3 separate regions of the Sus scrofa genome follow, and all the other regions are linked to region 2. A link is a contact called in public HiChIP or PLAC-seq data. All regions are on one chromosome and are shown on one strand. The core of a region is the stretch at or near the end of the contact, and the rest is flanking DNA. Distances in the headings are between cores, read along the strand shown.

What was found. HiChIP or PLAC-seq counts read pairs in DNA pulled down with a chosen protein or histone mark.
Region 1: an H3K27ac HiChIP or PLAC-seq map of alveolar macrophages shows a contact between it and region 2. The contact joins the promoter of DOCK9 here to the promoter of TM9SF2 in region 2. A contact is called at or near these places in 1 of 5 promoter capture datasets (liver), 1 of 47 Hi-C or Micro-C datasets (liver) and 2 of 2 datasets of contacts at active chromatin or transcription factors (alveolar macrophages and skeletal muscle).
Region 3: an H3K27ac HiChIP or PLAC-seq map of alveolar macrophages shows a contact between it and region 2, with 4 times the contacts expected there. The contact joins the promoter of UBAC2 here to the promoter of TM9SF2 in region 2. A contact is called at or near these places in 1 of 5 promoter capture datasets (liver), 4 of 47 Hi-C or Micro-C datasets (heart right ventricle, liver and skeletal muscle) and 2 of 2 datasets of contacts at active chromatin or transcription factors (alveolar macrophages and skeletal muscle).

The regions. Positions count from the first base shown.
Region 1 is chr11:68,050,467-68,053,630 of Sscrofa11.1, forward strand. DOCK9 (dedicator of cytokinesis protein 9) reads right to left here and starts at 1,886. Exons shown (of 53, transcript XM_021065834.1): 1 at 1,667-1,886. The coding sequence starts at 1,795.
Region 2 is chr11:68,406,443-68,409,300 of Sscrofa11.1, forward strand. It overlaps TM9SF2 (transmembrane 9 superfamily member 2), which reads left to right and starts at 1,392. Exons shown (of 17, transcript XM_021065854.1): 1 at 1,392-2,264. The coding sequence starts at 2,094.
Region 3 is chr11:68,143,409-68,146,606 of Sscrofa11.1, forward strand. It overlaps UBAC2 (ubiquitin-associated domain-containing protein 2), which reads left to right and starts at 1,427. Exons shown (of 10, transcript XR_002336734.1): 1 at 1,427-2,120.

The DNA.
Region 1 (3,164 bases), core at 636-3,135, 360 kb before region 2:
GACACTACCAGGCCATCAGTGGGCCGGCGTCCAACAGAAGGCTGCTGAATTCAAGGACTGTTGCACATCATTAATGAGCAGGGTTGTGCTCACCCTAATTGTCTATTAAACCAGCACCTCCTCTCCAGGCCGAGTCTGTCCACATCATGTCACGGCCATACGTCTTATTTATTCCTTTTGCCTCATATCTCTAATGAGGACAGTGCCCCCAGTGAAAAGAACTAAGTTTCCTTTCGGAACAAAAAAGATGCCACAGATGTTTGTGGGCTTTGTCCTAAATATACTCACACTTGCAAAAGTCAGGAAGATGCAGAACATGCTACTTAAGCCAAGGCAGCTGTGGTTAGCTCAGGTTACGGAAGGGATCCCAGGTTTTGGTCTAGTCTCAATTCGTGCTCTACTTCTTACCATCAAATGACAAACTTCAGTAAAAGCAGAAAAATTAAAAGCCCTTAATACTGAACAAACTGGAGTTTGAGGAATCTAGAGTGAGTGTGCGGAGCTATTGAGAGAAAAATTAAATAGCCCACTGGCTACAGAAATCAGTGAAGCTTCCTCTCCAATCTCCACAAACGTAAGTCATGTCATTCCGTGTCTGCCCAAGAAGAGCATCTATCCACCACCAAAGAGACGAGCTAGGCCCTGTCCTACAGGACCTAGCTCTGCACACGGTCAATACCCCCACAAAGCCCAGAGGTTCACCTCTAAGGCCCAGCTTCCTGCATGGTTCCGACAAGCACAAGTCACCCACCCACAAACAAGCCCCTTTCAAGAAAACAAATGCCAGAGCCAAAGCAAGGAGCTGCTAAAAGTTTCCAGCTGCCCAGGAGAGCACGCTGCTGCTCCAACATCTCCTCTCTCCGCACCATCCCAGGGATCCGGGTGCACTGCTTTTCCAAATATAGCAGGACCAGTCCCAGCAGTGGAAAAGTTGATTTAAAACTTTATCTTCCTCACACCCAGAGGCCTATTCTCAAAAGACGTTCTGTTCTGACCGGATTAATCTCAGGGCTACTTGCCCCAAATCCCCAAACTTCGTAGTAATATGCACCAGTGCTCTAGTCCCCAAAGGCTATCAAGCCCCTTCACCAACCTTTCATCGGAGGTGACCAAATCTCAGGATGCCGGCTGGGGGAGGAAGCGGAAAGGATGCGGAATCCCTTCCCTTGTGGAGCTTAGCCCACCCAAGGGTCCGCAGGGCCATCTCCCACCCTGGGTGACGGACTGGAAGAGGAAGCCCCCCGTCCCCCACATCCACTCTCCTGAGCCCCTCCGGGCCACAGATGCCAAGTCCCTCCAGAATAAGGGAGAAGGGGGCCGTGGGAGGGGAGGGGGAAAGGAGAGAATCATCTCTCAGTTGTCAGAGGTAGTAAACTTGGGGGTTGCGGGGAGACGAGGCAGATGGCGATCTCCCAGGAAATTTCCCTGGAGGGAAGGGGCAGCAGCGGGGAGAGGATCCCTGGGCGCAAGGTAGGGGTCTGGAAGTTGCTGGCCCTCCAGGACCTTCCCTTCTGCCCTGTCCAACACCCCCTCCTTCCCCATCACCTCTTAATCCTGCAGACCCAGCCGGGTCGGCAGCTCTGCCTCGGCCGGACCGACTTAAAGGCGCGTGAAGGAGGCGACCGCCCGCCCGCCCGCCCGCCTCCCTCCGTGGTCCCGCACTCACCAGGAGCACCGAGCCGCGCACCACCTCCGACACGCTCTGCCGCAGCTCGGCCGCCGTGCCCGGCTTACTCAGCGCCCGGGTGAACTTCCGAGTCTCCGCCGAGGCGGGGGGCAGCGGCGGCTGCGACATCTTCGCCACCACCGCCGCCGCGCCTGCTGCTCCCGCAGTCCCGCCGGGCCGCGCCGCCGCCAGGTGCGCCCTCGGCGCTCGGCCCGGCCCGGCCCGCCCGCGGCTCCCGGCGCCGCCGCCCGCCTGCTCCCCCCGCCGCTCGCCGCGCGTCCGGGCGGCGCAGCCCGGGCCGCGCCCTCTGCTCGGTGTCACGCCCCGAGCCGCCCCCCTCGGCGTCCGCGGTCCCCCGCGCTCCGAGCAGCGCCCGGGCTCGCTAGGGGCGACCGTGCGTGTGGCGGCGGCGGCGGCCGCGGTTCCCCCATGCCACCAGCCTCCCTCGGCAGCCGCTCGCCGGGCCGCCTCCTCGGGGCGGGGTGTCCGGCGCGGCGCGGGGCGGGGCGGGCGGAGGAGGGGCCGGCGCGGCGGGACGGCGGGCCCGGCAGGTCCCTTGGCTAGTGGGGCCCGGCGCGGGAAGAAGGCGGCCGCTCGCGGGCACCGTGGATCCCTGGGCAGGGGCAGGTGGGCACCCTGGGGTGGGCTTCCTCCGCCGTGCGACTGCTCCCCAGGCCGCACGTCCGAAAGCCTGAGACGAGGGCCGCGCATGCGGCCGGGGAGGCGCGCAACCTGGGGCTGTTGCGGGGCCAAGTCCTGGGAACTGGCGCCTGTGCAGCTGGACCCCGGGTCCCCTGCCCGCGGAATCCCAGCAGCCTGGGCACGCCGCGGTCACTGGCGGGGCCCGGGCTCGGCGGCACCCCAGCTCCCTGGGGCCTGAGGGGACGGAGGTTCCAGGAAGGTGGCCTTTATGCGGCACCCAGAGAGCACAGAGCGGTTCGGAAGCCGCGGCCGTGCGGAACGGGGCGCCGCTGCCTGGGACCCGGCGTGGAGCGCCGCGCACTCGTGGTGGCGCTTCTTCGCCAGAAAACACCATTCTGCCCCCAGAGGCGTCGCGCAAACGGTCGGAAGCCTCTGCGAGCGGAGATGAGTCACGCAGACAGACCCCAGCCCGCAGGGACAAGCTGCTGCGTCACCATCGAAACTTCTGAGCCTCGCCCAGCTCCTCTAGAAACTGAGGACAGTAACCTGCAAGGGGCCGAGGTGACAAGACGTGCGCATCTGCCGCGGCCGGGCCGGGCCGGACCGCTGGGCTCGGAGCCGGGGAAACCCAGCCGCGCCGGCCTGCGAGGCCAACGTGACCCAGGAGAGGGCGGCTGCTAGCTACAGCCACGACTCCGAGGAACTTGTTCCTCACACCGCCTTTCCGGCTTCCCTGTCTCTAATGGGTCCCCTCCTCCCTTGCTGCTTTCCTCCTCTTTTCCGAGGAAACACGGAGCAGCCTAACTGACCCCGCCGCGGGGAAGGCGCGCAGGGAGGGGGGAATTTGCGTTAGGCC
Region 2 (2,858 bases), core at 142-2,641:
CCCTTGCCCCTTAATCTTCACAACCACTTAAAGAATATGGTGTTGACTGAAAAAAATGCACCACCTTAAAGTTGAGAATTATGTTTTATCTGGCGGACAGAATTGAGGACTTAAGCCTTTCAGATAGCTTTGAGGACTGCTCTGAAGAGGCAAGGGAGAAGCCAGGATATAATGGCTGTTTTTGCGAAAGACCAGGTAGTAAGAACTTTAAAAGATTACGGTTAAAGAAAATCAGACATCTTGAGTTAATTAAATTTAGCACTGTTCTTTGTATGGGAAGATGCAGGAGTCTGGCCTCACTGGAAATACTCCTTCAGTATGCGCCTTAGCTATCCAGGACCAGTATCCTGCTTTTCCCCATCCGGAATCCCCTCAGGGTGCACAGTTGGCGGTAGCTGCAGTGGCTGAGGGCCTGGCAGTTTGTCTCCATCCTGAGTTCCCTCAGGGCTCACTGTCAGCCGGGGCTGTACTGTCTTCATGGCTGCAACATCCTCTGATGACGGATATGGCAGGTACCATTTTTCATTCGCAATGGACATCCTATTATACTTCCTGGGACTTGATGATTTAACTTGCTCAAGGTCCCCATAAGTTAATAGTGCTGTTCCAAAGCTGGAGTTCTTAGTGGGAACTATCTTTGCGAGCATGTTCTGCTTACTCCCCAGCATAGAACAGTGGTCCTTAGCCTTTTTTGCACATAGATTCCTTTGAAAATTTAATGTTATAAACTGTCCAGGAGAAAACGTGCAGATACCCACAAGAATTTAGATAGGATTGCCTGGGGCCCCACAAATTTCTGAATTGTCCATCTAGTAAACGTGCCCCTGTTTGATTTCTCAGCTGAAGTACTTCTGGGTTGATTCCTTGCTAGAAAGTCTACATGAATACCATCTTCTGAAGTATTCGATTGAACTCCAAGGTTCAGCTGAATTGACTTTTTAAACAAAGACTGTCCACCATTCCATTTCTACAATGATCAAACCAGTCCCCCACCGACAGGGTGCCCTGAGGGGAATTCAGGATGGAGAAAAACGGGAGTATACTGTGCTCTGGATACTGACCCTGGATAGTTAAGAGGATATCTAGGGAATAATTTCAGTGAACCCAGATTCTTGCATCTTCTCATACCTAGAAAAGCACTAATCCTTAACTTGAGATGTCTTTTCTTCCTGATTATCAGTAATCTTTGATTTTTTTTTCCATATATATTCTGGCTTCTCCCTTACCTCTTCAGAGCAGTTGCTCAGAGCTTAGAGGCTGTCTCCCTCGCTACAGTCCTCAGTAAATTTCCTGAATAAAACTTAACTCACAACTTTTGTGCATTTTTTTCTCTTCTCCCTCTCTCTGTTTTTTTTTTTTTTTTTTTTTTTTTTGGTCACCAAAAGCAAGTTTCAGAGTTCCTCGGGTGAGAGACCTGGCATGGTCACTGCTGTGGCCCCTGTTTGATCCCTGGCCCCCAAAACTTCCACATGCCTCAGGTGTTGCCAAAAACCAAAAAACACAAGTTTCTCCCTGAAAAATACTCAAAAAATGCACTGCACAAACAAATCCGTCTGTATACAGCAAAGAAGGGCATGGCATCACTTCAATAGGAAAAGCAACAGAGACGTGCTCAAGGATGATGATACCAGATTCCTATTTTGCTGGAACTGCTTTGCTTACTGGGGTGCGGAAACCGCGGGAAACTGAGACAAAGCAGAAAGCTTGCGGCGCCGGCGCCGGGCCCCAAGGGAGCTCTAGATCGGAATTTGGAATCGGAACGTGAGTGCTGGAACCTCCCTCACAGCAACCACTCCAGCCGGACCGCTGAAAACCTGGAAAGTGGATTTCCTCCACTCCGGCTCCCGGAAACTCCTGGGGGCGCCTGCGGCCGCTCTCACTGAGCATGTGCAGGCGGCGTTGCGCATGCTCCGTCGAGGCCCGGTTCGGTTTCTGTTGCGGAACCCGTGGTGTCTCCTAGCGCAACCGGAACTGTCCGTCGCGGGGCCGGCCTCCCTCAGCTCCGGCGGCCTGGTCCTCGTCTCCGAGCCTCCCCGTCCCTCCTTCCCTCTTCACCCCCGCGGCTCGGCTGCCCTTTCCCCGGAACAGCCGTCATGAGCGCCAGGCTGTCGGCGTCGTTTCCATCTCGGTGGCCGCGGCTGTGGCTGCTGTCGCTGCTCCTGCTGGGGGCCGCCCCGGGCCCGCGTCGGGGCGCCGCTTTCTACCTGCCCGGCCTGGCGCCCGTCAACTTCTGCGACGTAGAAAAAAAGAGCGACGAGTGCAAGGTGGGTGCGGCCTGACGGACCCCCGGGTGCATTGTCGGAAGGGGAAGCCTCTCCGTGCCTGGGCGGCCGGGGCCCGAGGGGAAGGGGGCGTAGCAGTGGGTGCGGTCCAGTGTCCCCAGAAGCGCTTGGGGTTGGCGCGGCTGTGCGCCGGAGGCTCCGGAACGGCCTGGTAGCGGGGTGGATTCTGCAGGACTCGGTGGGCCTCGGGCTCTCCTCCCGTCTGGCCGAGAGCTAGTGTGTGTGCAGCTGTCCTGAAACGGGGACTGTGCGTGTCCGGCGCTCCCTTGGAGTTGGATGCGTGCAGGTCAGCGAGCGTTCCACGAGTTGGGGGTGTTCGCTTACAGCCCGGTCACGCTCTGCAAGGAAGGGGGCGGCCAGGTCTTCCAGCAACTTTTAAGTTCATTGCTGCCAGTTTGCTACTTTTCTAGAACTCCTGGTTGGTTACGAGCTCGTTCTTTCTAGGTTTTTGGCATTTTAAACCTCACGATTAGCGATTACTTCCTTATTTGTGGAATTTAACACCCAGAGCCGCGTAAAGTGCATTAATAAAGAATTGCTGTGATGGTTGACATAGTTAATTTCTACCTTTGAAGT
Region 3 (3,198 bases), core at 177-2,676, 260 kb before region 2:
TGTTGTTGTTGTTGTTGTTGTTATTGTTGCTATTTCTTGGGCCGCTCCCGCGGCATATGGAGGTTCCCAGGCTAGGGGTCCAATCGGAGCTGTAGCCACCGGCCTACGCCAGAGCCACAGCAACGCAGGATCCGAGCCGCGTCTGCAACCTACACCACAGCTCATGGCAACGCCGGATCCTTAACTCACTGAGCAAGGGCAGGGATCGAACCCGCAACCTCATGGTTCCTAGTCGGATTCGTTAACCACTGCGCCACGACGGGAACTCCGAGTTTTTTTTTTTTTTATTAAAGTACAGTTGATTTATAATGTGTCAACATTTGCTGTACAGCAAAGTGACTCGGTCATTCATATATATATATATTTTTCTGATATCTTACATTATGTTCTATCACAAGAGATTGGATATAGTTCCCTGTGCTATGCAGCAGAACCTCATTCCTTATGTATTCTAAATTTAATAGTCTGCATTTACTAACCTCAAACTCCCAGTCCACCCCACTCCCTCCCCTCCCCCTTGGGACAACCACAGGTCTGTTCTCCATGTCTGTTTGAGTTTATTTCTGTTCTGTAGATAGGTTCATTTGCCATGCATAGTTTTGTGACATCATGTACTGGTCACCTGGAAAATACTGGTTAAGTTAATCAATCTTTCCAATTGTACAGAGGGAAGGAAACTCTTCTGTATACTCCTGAGTGATTTAAGAGTAAATGGCAAACAATGTCTTTGTACCACTGTAAAGATACCTTTAGCCTTTTGTACTGCTTAAGTGGAGGGATGGTGGTTCCCACACCTACCATGAGAACCACTCAGGAGGTCCTATGCTGGCTACCGCCAAGGGCTTTCTGCAAACATGATACCCTGAAAGTATCATTTTTATGGCAAAATAAGTCAACTAGATGAATCTCAAGCTAAATATAATATGTATTTCAAAAGTGTGAACAAACTTTACAAATAAAGCCTAAAGAAAAGTCACTTTACACAGTATAAATGGTAATATTTTGGCCCACTGGCACCTCTCCTTAAGGGCAGGAACTGTGTTCTATTGATCTGCAAAGTTCACATTTAGCCCAGTGCCTGGCCCATACAAGCAGTCAAATACTACCTTTTTTTTTGAAGAGTATACTGTACATAATTTTGTAGCCTATCCTTTTCGTTCAGCCTCGTAGTTGGTCAATTCCACCGTATGTATTTCTTAAAGACTGCACAACATTAAAGTTTCCAAGCTCAAACTCACTTAAAAAACTGTAACTTTGCTTTAGCAGGGAGTAAAACTTTTGCAAGGGAAAACAATTTAAACAGCATGGGTCCAGAAGGGCTCCAGGGCAGAGATGTGGGGAGCACCGTTGCTCCGTCACAGACGCACTGCGCCTGGGACACCTGGACACCGGCCACCGCGGCGGAGAGGAATGAGGGTCCAGGGGCCACGACCCTCAGCACTTTTTTGGGGATTTCGCGCGGAACCGACATGGGGAACACGGAGGGGCAGCAGGACAGCCCTACTCTCAGCGACCGGGAAGGCCTCCCAGCTCTGCTCCCCTTGCGTCCGCAGAGCTGCCTCTCGCACTTCGCTGGACACCGGAACTCGAGACAAGCTGTCAGCAGTCGGCAGGGGAGCGAGCGCAGGAGCCGGCACGGGAGGACTGAGCATGCGTGGTGCGCGCCGGGCGTCCCGTCCGGCGAGAGGTTAGAGGTCGCCGCCGGGGATGCGCCCGCACCGGCATTCCAGGGGAACCCGCTGCTTTCGCGGCTCCGAGGGGCTTGGGGACAGCGCTAAGCACTAGTGTGAGGCTCCCAGGAGTTACACTTGTTCCTGCCAAACCATCCTACTCCTTTTCCAAGGCTCCCGCGGCCGTCGGAAAAAGCCAGAGAAGCGGCCCCTCTCGCCGCGGATGCACTTCCCTTCCCCGGCAGGAAGGGAGGCGGCTAAGGAGTTGCGCATGCGCTGTTCGCGGGCGGCCCCTGGAGTGGAGTGGCGTTGCCGGATTCACCGCCCCGCCGGGAGTGCGCCTGCGCGGTCGCCGGGCTCCCTCCGCCTCCGCTTCCCCTCCCCCTGTCCCCCGCGGGGGCTCTGGGTCCGGCGGGACCATGTTCACCAGCACCGGCTCCAGTGGGCTCTGTGAGTACCGGCCGCCGCCATCCTGGCTGGCTCCTCCACGCCACCTTGGGCAGCTCCTTGAGGAGACTGGTGGCTGCGGGGACTCTCGGGGCTGCAGGAGGTTTGGGGGCCGATCTTCCATCCCCTTGCCAGAACCTTGGTAGTTCCTGTCTGTGGCGGGGCAGCGGACACCGCCCCCACCTCGGCCTGGAGGGGCGAGTGGGAGTGAGTCCCGCCCCCAGCCCCCCCACCTGTGAGCCCCAGGTGCGATGCTCAGGTGTTCCCGGGGTGCTGCAGGTGGGCCAGGCGGTTAGGGTCGGGCTGGGTTGTTCTGGTGTTCTCCTGGCCCTGCCCCTTGCCCTCAGCGGCGCGCCTGCCAGGTAGAAAGTAGAGGCTGTCCGAGTGGAGGTGGTGTTGGAACCTCGCCCCCTTCCCCATCACCTTGTTCCATTCATTTAGGCTGCAGAGGGACCAAGCTGGCTTTTCCCCAAACGATGCAAATTACAGCCTCTGCTTCTGGAGCTGACCCTTTAGATTTACTTTGATTTTTTTTTACGCCCCCCGTCTCCCTTAGGAGTTTTTAGATAAACAAAAACTAATTAAAGTACTTCAAAGTGGGAGCAAGTTTGGAAGTAGTTTGGCAGGAAAGCAGGAACATTTCTGCTGGATGTTGTTTTTTTTGGATTGTCAGTGTGGTCAGAAGATAGAGAGCGAAGAAGTATATATAGCTTTTTAAAGAACTTTCTTTTTCTTGCTGAAGTGGCTTCATTGACTTTTGGTAAGGTGCCATGTATGCTAACTAAACAGTGCCGAGATTAGGCATGCAACAACTGCAGTGAACTCTTCGAACAGCTATAGTTTTTGCAGTTTGTGTCATTGTTGGTACTTCATGTCTCTGTACGTTTGAAGTCAATCTTGCGGAGGCAGTAGATACTTCCAGGTATTAACGAACTGTTGTGAATGTTAGGAATCTTTTCCTGAAAATACCTGTCTTAGTTTGGGAGTGAGTATCAGGGCCACGGGCATAATTTTGCATCTCTCTCCCTTCTCAGCTTTTTATGTTTTGAAGCGGGCTTAGTATTTGTGATTTCCTGGGTTT